2 separate regions of the Dromaius novaehollandiae genome follow, and region 2 is linked to region 1. Evidence: chromatin contacts called from public Hi-C data. All regions are on one chromosome and are shown on one strand. Each heading gives the region's core, a stretch centred on a gene start, on an enhancer-like site or on the middle of the called end of the contact. The rest is flanking DNA. Distances are from core to core; before and after follow the strand shown.

Region 1 (4,333 bases), core at 1,016-3,515:
TTTTTAGTGATTTGGGGGGTTTTTGGCACCAGTGCTTAGGATATCCAATTGTCTTAAAAAATTCATCTTCAGGCAACATTTAAAACTCACAAAAATCAGTCCACTTAGAAAATCAGCTAAAAAATATACCATCCACGTTTCCGTCGTTATCACTCTTCGGTGCCCAAAGTGCAAAGCTGTTCACTATGTTTTGTGAGTACTTAGCTTCAGAAGTTGGAGCAAGAGGGTTGCAGCAGGAAAGCTGCCTACAAGGCAATCACAAGAACAGAGAGCAGCACATGCAGAGAAAACATTTTTGCTTAATAAGAACATTTTTGCTTAATAAGATACAGGATATGTAGTTATAATTAGGTGGTATCACATGGATTTGATGAGTATCTGTTATAAATTATTGTATAAGTATTTAACTGGAATAAATACCAGTATTTTAAGATTTCTGCTGAACTCAAAGCAGGGAAATTGCATAATTAATAAGCTGGCACATGTTGCAGTAATAAAACCGGAAAATCATAGGCACACATAACAATGCATTTAACATAATTTTAGACTAATAGACTAAACCAGTGAGCATGCATTAAGCAAACACAATGACGGATACAATATATAAGGAAATTGCTGTATACGTTTGTAAAGGAGAGAAGAGATCAAATAAAATTAAAATCCATCAGAGGCATCTCCCGTTTGGTTGATGGGACCTCCCATTTCAATGTAGCTCTCTAAGATTGAGCATTGTCCCAGGAAAGACCCAAGGAAACCCTGGGAGCAAAAACCTCCAGGCCCTTATCAGTTGTATATTGTGTCTCGTTGCCTTGGCAGGGAGATTCTGCAAGTCTGCTAGGAAGCACTGTGGTGAAAATAGCCCCATGTATCTTCACTTGTTTTGCCAAAGAGCAGTTTCTGTCTTCCTTAAAGTGCTCCACATCTTTGTCCTTGTTTAAGGGTACAGTAGATGTCCCCTGCAGAGCAGCTGGTGAGGTTCGCAGACTTCACTAGAGCCCTGCCAAGTGACTCATCTGAGACTTTTCCCAGATGATATGACTTTCACCTGCAGCCACCTTCATTGCAGGCTTCGCTCCGTGTGCCACTCCAGTATGGTACTTACCAGGTCGCTAACTCCCTGGCTGCTATGCATCCCAGGTTTTATGTGATCGTAATGTGGTAGCTCTCCATTTGGTCTTAGGCAGCATGCCAGTGCTTCTTATGCAGTTGTATGAAATTCTACAGCTAAGTGACAGCAGGATTTGGGTACTGCTTCTGAAAAAAAACAAATATCCCATGATTAAAATGGCTAATGCATCATCTGACCAAAGCACAGTACTGTCTTTGTTGAATTAGAGCTATCTGCAAATACTGTCTTGAACATCGCATCTAATTCTTACTGGTTTTGTACTATACCTGGCTAGTTGTCAGTAAAATATGCCCCCTTGTTTCCTCCACATCACCTTTTTAGAAAAGACCAGCTGTTTATTTTTAAGGTGACGAGGGGATTCTGCCAGCAAAAAAACACTTTTGTCTTCATAACCACAAGAAGGGTATGGGATCACCAAGTCTGCTTCTGCCAACTTTGCTACCCAAGGTCACGCATGGGAAGCAGGTGCAAGGGCAGATTTGCTGCGTGCAAACAGAGAGGTCTTTAGGTGGTCCCCTTTTGTTCCCCTCTCCCATTAGCGCTGCCCACCCTAGTGCATGTCCCTTGTCACATCCCCGGGGCTGCATAACCCCCATCACCTCTCCCTCCTCGTCCAGCCTGGAGCAGGGATTGCACTTTTCAGGGATGCCCAGAGGAAACAAGGACACTGCTGGGTCACCACTGTTTTGGGAGTGTATTAAAACTTAACGGTAGAATCCTTCTTATTAACAAAATTTGAGCGTAAACGTTTAGACTGAACTAGTGGAAGGCTCTGGTGGTTGCCCATGTGGAGTAAGGGTCCGTCTAGAAAGCATGCAGGGTATGTCTGGGGATGTGCTCCAGCAGTGAGGCCAGGTCCCCAGTATTTTCGCACATGAAGCGAACTCAAGGCTGTTTTCACATGCCACGCATGTGATCAGCCATGCAATGCCAGCGTGCATTGTGCATGGGACGTGGCAAAGAACAGCCTTTTTGTTTTCAAGATGTGACTCGTGATTTTGACCCAGTCAGAAGGTACAACTTGGTAGGAACTGCTGGCAACCTTCTGCTTCCCACAGCGGTTGGAGGGAGGGGAAGGCTTGCTGGTGCAGGGCCATGGACTGGGAATGCATGAGTTGTGCTGTCCACAGAAATCATGAGCTCTGCTACCACCTACTCTGAAAATCGTGCATCAGCCACAAGTATTGAAAGGGGAAAAGTCTCCCTCTGGTGGGAAAAGGTTTTTCTGCCATGGAATTAAGCTGAAAGCCATTCCTGTCTTTAAGTGCAAGTAGTAGACTTACTGCAACTGTGATGGTCTGAGAATTAGAGTCTTGGGCTCTGTGGAGTACTGACTGTATAGTATATTGCCAGCTAAAGTCCTGGTGTCCTACTGTCAACAATTACCTTTAAAATTTTTTAAAAATGTAACATCTCGCTATAAACTTTGCCTCAATGAAAGCTCAGTTCATTTTATTGCTTCATTATTTAATTGCAGCCTCATTTTACAACAAGTTATTTGATGTAGTGCTTTCAAATCATTTGGAAATATTACTCAACATGAAAAATATTCTTGGAAATACTTGAAAATATTAATATGTTGCGCTTTTACTAATCCAAGTCTTTTTTTTTTTTTCTTTTATCAGCACATATGTTCCGGTTCCAAGGAAAATCAAAGCCAAAAAAGAAAAGGTGAGCAACACAGGTCTGTTAGTTTGCTCTGCTGATCCAGCTGTAGATCTTTTGCCTCTTTGGGAGACTGCAAGAATCCAGGGAAGTCTTTCACATTCATAAAAAAGGCAAACAAAAATACACATTCTTTACAAGGCTTAGCTAAACTGAAAGTTTATTTCCTGGTGTGCCATTCAGGCCATAATTTGGCCACTAAATAGCTGAGGTTGGAAAGAGACTGCTCCTGTGATTATGCTGTTGTGTGATGGCTGGTGTTGAAGGTTGCGTTGCTCCCTCTGGTACCGCTAAGGGAGAGGAAAGGTGCTCCGTTGGCTAGCAGCACTCGCCCTCCGCAGCAGTTGCTCTATTTCCACTTGTTGCAGTCACTGGGATGTAATGATATTTTGAACTGTGGTAAGTTTTTGAAGATATTTTAAAAATAATTTGACTGTCTGAACTCCAAGCATGTTTCTTGCTCCTGGGTTGCTTGCTTACAGTAAGGAGCTAAGCAAGCTCCAGACAAATAAAAAGATGTGTATTTTCAAGTCAGTGGCGAGCTTGTGACGGTTTCACTAGCTCTTGGAGAAGGCCCACAGCCCACATGTACTAACTGCCTGCACCGAATTAAACAAGCCTGGAGCGTGGGCTGAAGCCAAATCCATGCCATGTTTAATGGTTAGCACAGTTCCTGGCACGGTTTTGTCCCAAGAGCATTGATGCTCTCCCAGGCAATGCCCAAGCACAGTTTGGGAGATAGCACAGGCCTGGGAGTATCCCCCATTTCGGATAGGAACAGAATTTAGCTATGTGGACACAGCCTGTGCTGTGCCACTTGCCTCAGGGCTAAAGAAACGCCTCTGGCCTGTTGTGTCTCACAGAGCGCATGTGTGGAAAAACGCAAGATCCCAACGTCTCCACGGCTCCTGCAGTCACAGAGCATCAAGATCACAGATGCCCGGTAGAAAGGGACAGAGTTTTGTGCCAAGCTGCCTTTCTTGCATAGGAAAGGGCCATCACTGCTCCATTGCTGTGCACACCTTCTCTAAGGCACTGTTGCTGGCACAGGCTCCCTGTGTCTCTCCTGACCCATCTGCTTCACCCTGTAGACGCCTACAGAAGAAATGGATGTGGTGCATTCAGCAAATGTCAGGTAGCAGCCTCACTGCTAAAAATAGAGCCCATTTGTAAATATATGCCTGCAAGCTGCATTTGCTGATTAAGGCATGAGTCCATCATGCAGGAGGCCAGGCTTTGCCAAAAGCTTCAGATGAGATCTTTCAACTAGTATCACTTTATATCCCCGCACTTCAGCTGTGGACTTCTATGGGGTGTAAAATAATCACTTGGCTGGTCCCTACCTGTTGTGAAGGACACATTAACCTGTGTGAAACCCCTGTGAGATGCCCTCCAGCACGCTGTTAAACTCGTGTCACTGTTTAGCCTCTAGCACCAGCCTAAGGTATGGCTGGCAGTATGGAGCAGCTTTCCAAGAAGGGAGACAGTACACCTGTACTTTCTGCCACGCTGTGCAATGCAAAACGCCCCATGAGAAGC
Region 2 (4,333 bases), core at 1,085-3,584, 160 kb before region 1:
TCAGGGGTGGGCTGAGGGCCTTGAGAGCTGCAGAATGGGGAATGCTGCAAATGTGAGCAGCAAAAGCGACACAATATGCACATTCAGCAGCATGAAATACCATCCCTATGCTTTGCTCACCCTCTTTTGTGCAGTGGACAGAGGGGATCTACAGGTCTCTCCATGATCCCAGCAGCCTCAGAGTTTCCCGACCATTTCCATTCCCAAGTGCTTCATTTCCAGCTATCTGTTCATAGATGCCCCAGCATGCAGGCATGTGCGAATCGGTTTTAGCAGGCTCATCGTTTGATTGACTTCAAAGCTTGGAGTCCTGTTGCTGCCTCTCTTAAAAGATAAGAAAAGCCAGCTGGACAAGGGTTGTTTTGCCTGCCTTTAGTTTGTGCTCGTCCTTTGTGGGTAGGTCAGAGATGAAAGCTGATCTGTTTCATGTAACATTTGTCTGATTTCTTTCACTCCATGTCGGATTAACTGCTCACATCTTTGTCCAGAAAACATATTTTCATCACCTTGTAACAAAACCTCTCCTTCCCTGCTATCACCCATTCTCATGGAAAGAGTTGTCTTCGCTCTTTCTGTTTCTAAGATTAAAGAAACGACAACACTGATCTGCATGGAGTTTACTCTGTCCAAAGGGGACCTTAAAAACTGAGGTCCTGCACAAAAAGTATGATCTCCAGAATGACTCCATGGCCAAAAACTCCTGTGCAATAGGGTCTTTCCATGGCAACACCTTGCAGATGGCTTAATTTCAGCAGTTATCTGGGCTGACATGTTTATTATTTTGTACCAGAAGAGCAGGATTCTCATGTGTAAGTTGATCTTGTATTAGAAGATAAACAATGTTCTGAACTCAGAAACCAAAAATTTCAAAAACTGTCTTTTTGCCTACCATGAACTCTAAGGTTTTGGTTTTTCTAGGGAGGAATGAATTATTCATGGTGAGTAATTTATTCAAGGACTCCCCTCCCTTTCTTCTTTGCAAATAGATTACAAATATCTCTTACTTATTCAGGTGTTAGGTACAAAAATCTACCTATTTAATTTTGGCTTAAAATCCATTTTGCATATAACTTATTGCAAGTGTTTACAATCTGAGATTTCTGATAGGTATTGCAGAAATCGCCTTGGGAGGCGAGATGCCCTCTTCAATGCCTCTTGGCTGAATGAGTGTTATAACTAACACCTCCAGTCAGAACTGCAGTCACAGAGTGCTGCTTAACCATTTTTAGCCAATGCACCCTGTCCACACCAGCATACCTTCCAGCAACTGAGCTCGAGCTGGTCTCAGCGCAGGATCAAGCATCACAGATTCCCCCTCGGACTTTGTCTCTTATCATGCAGTGAAGCCTTCATAGTGAGGGATGATATTCCTGTTCACACAGCCCCTTCCTTTTTAGGATTTTCAAAGGAGAAATAGTCAACTTAAACTATATATTTTTTTTATAGCAGGAAGAAAAAATACAAAATTAGAAAAAATTGGTCTGAAATGCTTTTGCAGAACAGGCCATCTGCTCAGCAAGGAATAGTGCTGTTTGCACACACACCCCTTGCCTGTGCTGGGAAGGGAAAGGTGAGTCCAGCAGGAAACTGCAGGCTAAGCCTCAGAGCAGAAAACAGATTCAAGTGGAGCTCAGAGAGTTGCATTGGCATGAGGAAATGCATAAGCCCTTTCGGGTGTGGTGACTCACAATGATGGAGCTTATTTTTCTGGGTGGAGGTGTGGAGGAATGACACCACTCTTTCCCTCCCAAAATGATGCTAGTATTTCTAGTCCCAAGCGGTCCTGTGGGACAGAGTATGTCTGTGTCCATGGGGGACGAAGAGACCCCACCTTTTCCAAGGAATGAGATAAATCATATGCTCTTCTTGTATTTATTTCCTTCTCTCCCCCTTCTCCGTTCCCCTCCCCTTCCCTCATGTTATCCGTCAGCATTCAAGTCTATATTCCCTCTTCTTCCTCTTTTGGGGAACTTGCTTTTACCAGAATATTTGGCTCAAAGGTATCTTTCGTTTAGCCGCCTGGCTCATTAGCGATTTTTAAGATCTGAGTCATATGGTTTACTCAGTGATATCTCTCTTCCGCTCAGCTCCCCTTCCCGTCCTCTTCCTCAAACGTTCCTCAATGTCAATGCGCCGGGTGTCTCCGATCCGGAGCACAGTATAGGCATTGTGTGAATTATATATGTCAAACACTGGCGTTGGGGAGAGCAGGAGCAGATGTTGAATGGTTGGAGTTCAGGGGTTATTTGACAGGAAATGTCTCGGTGGAGGACCTCTCCTTTCCGCAGCCTGCTGTTTTGTGTCTCCTCTCGGGGGATGAACAGCAGCTCCAGCCCCGGCAGGGCCCCTCTCTCTGACCGCTGAACCAGGCTCCTCACTTGTTTCTAGTCGCTTTGGCTAGACAAGAAACAGCCGAGCTAATGGGCAGAAGAGGATATTAATTTGCATTTGAATACAGCCCAACACAGTTACTCAATGTTACTGCCGGGTAATGGGAAAATTAAGCTAAAAGGGAGTTAGCATATGGAAAAGAAATGTAGCCGGTGCTGAGAAGACAGGCTGCAGTTGCAGTGAATTAGTGGCCGCAGCTGTTACGCTGGATGCCTTCCTGCTCTCGGGGCAGGTAGCGTTGCAAAAGTAAATATTGCCTTTTACACACATTATTAGGTAGCGAGGAGTGGCTGGAGAAATCAACCCAGCCAACTGGAAAAGAAAAAAAAAAGTGATCCTGCTGTATTATTAGAAGTCTAGTGAAGAAAAAGCCACAGAAGCGAAGGAATGCAGGGCGAAAGATCCTGCCGTCCTTGCAGGAATAATAACCATAGAAATGTTTCCTTCCATTTGTGGTGGGCCACCACCGCTGTCCTGGAGCGAGCCTGGCTAATCACCCTCAGCAAACCTCCCCGAGTCAGGGAGAGTCTGGCTGCAGCTTTTTACACGTGTTGCTATGTATTATTATAGCTTATATATGTGCATATTATACATGGCTACTGAAGGAAAGCTATCGCTTTCCTTAATTTCCCCTTTTCTCTGCATCTGGCTTTCCTTTCCTGTCTGGGACTCTGCCCATAGTCACCCCGTGAGCTACCTGTTGTCCCAAGGAAATCATAGGGATTAACCAGGATTGGAAGGGTTCACCCAAGCAGCTCACTTATGGCTCTGGGTCTTCAGTTTCATTCAGCCCTGCTTTGGTCTGCAGCATTCACTGCTGTGATCCCACTATGCCATAGATACACTGTAGAGTAATGTGGAAAGCTAGGATGTCTCCTTGCATTTTCTTTAAATTCCTGATAAATATATATTTAAATATATATATAAGCAAAAATATATTCCTCTTGAGTAAGCTTTAGACATGCACAAATCCACACACAGATGCCCTCGCCCCTTTTCTTATGAGACAAACTATATTCAGGGTATTTCTTTCCCAAACTGTCTAAAACTTGTATCAACATGCCTACTTTTTTAAGGATGCTTAGACCCTCCAGTGCTCAGTGTAGCCATCAAAACTTTCTAGCACCCTTTGAATTCAGCCAAACATGTTCCAGAAAAATAAAAATGTTATGTAGATGGTTGAGGTTTTTTTTCAAAGCAATGCCTAGGGTTTAGTTACATATCTGCCAGCAGTACTGGTGTGTGGCTAAGTATGTTGCATGGTTTTGAATCTCTCAAGCGTGACTCTTAAAATAATATTGTATGTGCTTCTTATTGGTTATATCAGATGAGTCCCACTTCAGTCATTTATTTACTTTGATGATCTCATTAGAAATAATTAAAATTTTTGTCCGGTTCGTATTTAGTAGCTTTGTTTAGATTTTTTTTTTAACAGATCATTTACTTTTGAAAACTGCTCCAGCCTGCCGTTCACCCAGTATTATTGTTACAGAATTCTTTCTGAGAGTTCACAACCTCCCCCATAAATCATTACATTCCCATTTAGCAAATTTAATAATGGGATCTGGTTTCAATACTCCTTGCACAGAAAAGCCACTTCATCTTTTCGTTTGGAAGAGGAACTTGATGGAATGTGTCTGGTGATGGGAGCAGCTCTCCCAGCCCTCGGTGCGGCTTCTCGGCTATGCCCATTATGAGCCACGCTCTCTGCGGCTGCGTGTTAAAGTGAAATGTGCCTACTTCACCTCTGCTGCCAGAGAAAGAAGGGGGAAGGCAGAAGTAAGAAAGGGAGGAGAAAAAGCTTTTTTCATCAGGCTAAAGAAAGCGACAAAGCATTCCAAGCATCTCTGAAAAATTCATGCATTAGGGTAAGTAAGTGCAGGCTTACAAGCATTTACTAAAGTATAGCTAAAATACATCCACTCATTTCCTCACCCCACTA

Evidence for each region. A called contact is a pair of places that touch in the nucleus more often than the background predicts.
Region 2: a Hi-C map of brain shows a contact between it and region 1, with 2.6 times the contacts expected there. The contact joins two enhancer-like sites. A contact is called at or near these places in 2 of 4 Hi-C or Micro-C datasets (brain and liver).

The regions. Positions count from the first base shown.
Region 1 is chr2:161,511,748-161,516,080 of bDroNov1.hap1, reverse strand. It overlaps ST3GAL1 (ST3 beta-galactoside alpha-2,3-sialyltransferase 1), which reads left to right. Exons shown (of 7, transcript XM_064507892.1): 5 at 2,755-2,800. Among named protein-coding and RNA genes, the nearest start is that of ST3GAL1, 69 kb to the left of the region's middle. Within about 2 kb of position 2,265, at least 1 of the 2 cell types and tissues checked has open chromatin away from gene starts, as enhancers often do.
Region 2 is chr2:161,669,517-161,673,849 of bDroNov1.hap1, reverse strand. No RefSeq gene overlaps it. Among named protein-coding and RNA genes, the nearest start is that of ST3GAL1, 89 kb to the right of the region's middle. Within about 2 kb of position 2,334, at least 1 of the 2 cell types and tissues checked has open chromatin away from gene starts, as enhancers often do.